Linked DNA regions of Gossypium hirsutum: region 2 is linked to region 1. A link is a contact called in public Hi-C data. All regions are on one chromosome and are shown on one strand. The core of a region is the stretch at or near the end of the contact, and the rest is flanking DNA. Distances in the headings are between cores, read along the strand shown. Region 1 holds the start of LOC107950788 (bidirectional sugar transporter SWEET1). Region 2 holds the start of LOC107950095 (ATP-dependent Clp protease proteolytic subunit-related protein 4, chloroplastic).

Region 1 (2,690 bases), core at 103-2,602:
AGAGCTTCTTCCTTACTATAGAGAGAAAGGCTGATGGCTGAAATGCATGTAGCTCCAAATTTAGATTGGATGTGATGAAAATATTGTTATCCATTTGATCTAACATTCATGATGCATGCAAAGGTGGGTCCTTAACTCCTACATAGATGTCATGACTGACTGTTGCTTGCACCCGATCCACTAATGACTCACTGTTGCATTTGATGCTAAGGAGATTACTTAATTTATTAACGCCACTAATTAATCCCCTGTCTTGCTTTCAGCTATGGTTGTTTTCACGCAACTTCTGTCTCGTCTTTTTAATTAAATTTTGTCATAGATTTTTGTGTTTTTTTTATAGTTTTGAAATTTAATTTCTATTTTTTTTATTTTCAAAAATTTAATTCTTTATTTTAATATTTTAAAATTTAAATCTAATCGCTTAATATTATTAAGTTAAATATATTAAAATATGTTTGTGTGGCATTTTAAAATAAAAAAATTACTCACACAATAGTCATGTAATAAATATATATGTTGTAATGAACTTAAAGATAACGAAATAATTTTAATAATATTAACAATTAAGACCTAAATTTTAAAATTTGAAAGATAAAAAACTAAATTCATAAAAATAAAAATATAATAACTAAATTTCAATTTTACGATTAGTACTGAACTTATGATTCTCTTGCATAATAAATTTCTTTCTTTTTTGTGAAACTAAAATTTTTTAGGCATTTTCAAATTTACTAGTTAGACATCCAACTAAATCTAGAATTGAACTAGATTGAATAGTATTATTTTCTCTATCTATAAAACTTGATTTAAAATATATCGAATTATTTATGACAACTAACAAGCATCTGTTAACGTGAAGTTGAATTTATAAAATTGAATTAAGATATTTTTATATAATTGGAGTTGATGAAAAAAATAAAATGTGGATCCTGAATTTTACTGCGGAAGCCTATTAAATACCACCTCCAAATACCATTTCATTTTCTTCATAAAATTTATACCGATCCTCGTGAGATGATTTCCCTCTGGTTACACATAAATTGAGCACTTGAGCTTACTCTTACTTGCAAAGAAAATGTTTGAAATGCGTGATTTATTTTGGAAAAAAACAATTTAACCAACCCTAAGAAGAAAATGAAGAAATGTTGGTTAAAAAATAAAGCAATCCCAATATTTAGGGGAATGGGATGGGGGGATTAAATATTTAACGTTTTACGCCTTGAGATAATCCGTCCAATAGTACTTTCAAAACAACCCCACTCAAGATCCAGTGGATAAGAACAAAACACATATTTCACTGTTTTGCACTCATTTTTCAACACATTTCTTTTTAATCCCTTCCTATTATTTTCTTTTTCTATATAAACACCCTTGCTTCTTGTTTGCTCCGCTCTTCTCCTTGTCATTTGTAAAATACACCTCTACTACTTCATTTGTTCCCCCGACCCCCCAACCCACCCCAGACTTCATTTGGATTAGGATCAAGTTTGATAACACAATGGAAGTTTTGCATTTCATTTTTGGTGTCTTTGGTGGGTTATCTTTCTTTTTTCTTTTTAAAAAACTGCCTTCCATCAAACTTTCTTATGAAACCGTATTCTCTGGTTTATGTTAATGTTTTTTTTTTATTATAGGGAATGCCACTGCTTTGTTCCTCTTCTTGGCTCCAACGTATGTAAAATAAAGCCACTGCTCTCACCTTCTCTGAAAACGAAAAAGAACAAAGCATAAGGAAAAAGATTAATCTTTTCTGTGTTTTTTATTCTTGCAACTTTAAATATAAAAACTCCATTCAAACAGGCTCTTCTTCATCAATGGAAGAACAAGTTTTCCTTTCTTTTTTCTCTCTCTGTATCTTATGTAATAAACAAAGACAAAAATTTCCCAGTTTTTGGTTTTCATAAATACGGTGGAAACAGAAAAAATCTTCTTGTTTCTTTCCCAAAGAAAGAAGAAAGCTTTGGCTTTTCTTAATGTAATTTTCTTAAATTTCTTCTCTTTTCCTTTTCAGCAAAAATGGCTACAATTTTTTTCCTTCTCTATACATTTTGGGAATGATGTATTGGTTTCACCTCTTTATTAATATTTTTGTCCAAAAACGGTAATTAGGAACAACTATGAAAGAAAAAAAAAAGATTGTGAGCTACCATTCAAAGATTAATTATGAAAATTTGTGTTATGTTTTAACATTTTGAAGGATAACATTTACGAGGATCATTAGGAGTAAGTCTACAGAGCAATTCTCGGGAATACCCTATGTCATGACCTTGCTCAACTGTCTCCTCTCTGCTTGGTGAGCCTTTCTCTTTCATTTTCAAGTTTCAACTACCCTAATTACCGTTTTACCCTTTTAATAAACTGTTCAAGATATACACTGATTTTAAGTTCAATTATATAAAAAAATTTATGTTGGCACAAATTAAAATGTTTGTTTTTAAAATCCATTCAATCTCTTGTAAAATAGTTTGTCTTTATTTTTCGTGGCTTGACATGAGCTCAATGGGATGGTCCGGTTCCAGACATAATGGTCCAAAATTTCTTTAGCTTATTCATATTATACTCTGCCCTGATTTTATCAAATGTTTAACTTTTCAAGAATTTATCGGATATTAACCTTTGGGCTTTCCCTTTTTATATATTTCTTTGATCCTCCTATTTCTAGATCACGTCAAATTGTTTCGCACTTGTAT
Region 2 (2,690 bases), core at 76-2,575, 280 kb before region 1:
ATAACTTTTTCCTTCCTTTCAGCCGCCACAACTGCTTCTTCTTCATCACTCATCAACGGACTGCTTCTTCTTCTTCATCCGCTCGCCGGCTGCCAATCATCTGTGTTCATTTTTGGACAACAGTGTTTTGACAGTTCGTATTCCGTAGGACACCAGTACGAGAGGGGAAGATCCGTGTCGATGCTTCTCCATTGCCTGACATCCTTATACAAGAAAGGTTTTTTATTTGCTAACATTTTACATCTCATTCTGTTCTCTGAAAAAAAAACTTGATAATAATAATAATAACAAAAATCCGTCTAAAAGTAAGACCCCAAATCACAGCCCGCTGTCTCTTCTTCGCTGTTGGTGCTTCAGTTTCGTCCTCGTCGGTGTGCCTGCTCGTTGGTGCCGCCCTTGTATGGTTTTTCTCTGCTGGTTGAACTTCAATTTCTTCTCTCTTGTCGTGGAGTACTTCATACGCGGGATTGACGAAGGTGAAGTATTTAGTCCTTTTGTAACATTCTAATTAATCGAATCTGAATGAGTTAAAATTTTGATGTGTGATTTCAGTCGGCGCTCTTCAATTTCCTCTATTGTATACACCGACCATTGCCAAAAAAAAAAACACACACACACACAACAACAACAACAACAACAAAGTAATTAAGAGATAAAGAGAAGGGAAAACATTTGATTTCTAAATAGGCTGTTTTCGATTTTTGCCTTTTTCTCGTCTTCGAGTATTAAAATTTACTGTCTTATGACTTATTCCTTTTTTCTTCTTTTTTCTTCTTTTTTGATGGAAATGTTGTCTTTTGGCTTGAGTTTGTTTGATACATTTTTGCAAAATAATTGACTGTTTTGGGTGGCAACTGGCAAGGCAACAAATATAGTCACAATGTTATAGTTGTAAATTTAGCATTGGCGAAGTCGGAAGTAGAGTTGTCAATCTTTGTAAGAAAAAAATTGCTTTATTTTTTTAATCATGCGCATCTTCTTAGATGACTTCAACTTCTTGAACTTGATTCCTATCTCCATCAAGTAGAGTTATCTGCATAAAAAATGGCTTGTTACGTGGGCTTCTTAGGAATTGCTGTTCTAATTTAGCAATTTAGTTGTCTTGTTATGTTGTCTGTTGGTGTACTGAGATGAATTTGATGCTGAAATTTTATCTGAATTTTGGATTTGTAAGGGTGCTTGTTGTAATTGAATTTCAGTAGTTTTGTTTTGACAACACTGCTTTATTAATAAACTTATTTTGCTTTTCTAAAGCATAATATGTTTGTTTTTTAATCAGTTAAACAGAATTTTAATTGCTTATATGTATACATATTAGTGAATTATGAAGTTTGGCATTTTTTGTTATGGTAAGTTTTTCATTTTTTGGGGGTCAGATTTAATTTAGGTTTGCTTTAGTTTTGCGGGTTAGCTTCAAAGCTTGATGACATTGAAAAATTATTCAAGTATTTTAGTGTAAAGTTTGGGTTTTCTTCAAGGAGAGACGTGGAATTGAAAAGCTAGAGTGTTGGCGATTGAGGTTAGTCTCTATTATTGTTTTTATATTCTTTTCTACTTCTAAATTCAAAATCACCTAATACAAAATATGATTCTTTTTATTACTGTTTGCACTTTTATATTTCCTCAACAATTTCTAATTTGAGTTTATAGAAGCAATAAACCCATGTAGTAAATAGGATGCAATTGAATAAATTCATTCGTGTTGTGTTTCCCCGGAATTTTGTGATAGGTTATTCCGTTTTCGAGGGGAAGTGTATGGGAGCAACCTCCACCAGACTTATCATCGTTTTTGTACAAGAATCAGATAGTTTACTTGGGAATGTCGCTTGTTCCTTCTGTTACAGAGTTGATACTGGCTGAATTTCTTTACCTTCAATATGAATATGAGCAGAAGCCTATTTACTTGTACATAAACTCCACTGGAACAACCAAGGTATGATTTTCTTATTGGAAGTTGACCCTGTTCTAGAGACTGCAGTAGTTTCTGTTGCTATTGCCTTGTTGGCATTGAATGCTAAATGAATGCCAAGGAATGCAAGCTTATGTTTAGAATGCGTTCTGAATCTGTCTTCTATTAAAATGTATTTTATGTGAGCTTCGTAAGTAAAAAAAATATTTCTTTTTTTTTTCTGGCATTATTAAGATACTAAAATGTTGCGTTTGTTTGCTCCCTTTTTCTAACATTATTAAATTTTGTTTTCACATTTTTCAAGGTGGCGAGAAGTTGGGTTATGACTAAACTATAGGCTGCATAGATTGACCATAAATTTACTCATTAAAGCTGACTTTACAAATTTTGCTGTTGGATTTGCTTCCAAATTTGGGCTAAACACAACTGCTTGTTTCTTGTACGTATTACACTCAAAGGTTAAACTCTATGCCAAACATATGGGAAAATCAACTGAGCAGATTGAAGAAGATATAAGGCGCCCAAAATATTTTAGCCCCAGTGAAGCAGTTGAATATGGCATCATAGATAAGGTTCTCATACTCGAAGTGGTTATTTGTTCTGTACTAATTTTCTTGCATTTCTATGCTATATTCTTTTTTCTAATTTTTATAATTTGCAGGTATTGTACAATGAAAGGAGCAGTGAAGACAGTGGTGTTGTTTCTGACCTTAAAAAGGCTCAACTTATCTGAACATAAGAGAACTTGTACCTGTGACAGTTTGTATTCACATACAAGCCT

The links. Hi-C and Micro-C count contacts between places; a contact is called where the count stands out from the background.
Region 2: a contact with region 1 is called in a Hi-C map of leaf, with 2.2 times the contacts expected there. The contact joins the promoter of LOC107950095 here to the promoter of LOC107950788 in region 1. A contact is called at or near these places in 2 of 34 Hi-C or Micro-C datasets (both in leaf).

What each region holds. Positions count from the first base shown.
Region 1 is chrD03:19,131,490-19,134,179 of Gossypium_hirsutum_v2.1, reverse strand. LOC107950788 (bidirectional sugar transporter SWEET1) reads left to right here and starts at 1,352. Exons shown (of 6, transcript XM_016885744.2): 1 at 1,352-1,532; 2 at 1,635-1,671; 3 at 2,198-2,293. The coding sequence starts at 1,499.
Region 2 is chrD03:19,413,580-19,416,269 of Gossypium_hirsutum_v2.1, reverse strand. It overlaps LOC107950095 (ATP-dependent Clp protease proteolytic subunit-related protein 4, chloroplastic), which reads left to right and starts at 1,325. Exons shown (of 5, transcript XM_016884839.2): 1 at 1,325-1,349; 2 at 1,500-1,519; 3 at 1,730-1,933; 4 at 2,368-2,481; 5 at 2,571-2,690. The coding sequence starts at 1,325. The coding sequence ends at 2,642. LOC107950789 reads left to right here. Exons shown (of 2, transcript XM_016885747.2): 1 at 1-217; 2 at 358-1,429. The coding sequence ends at 422.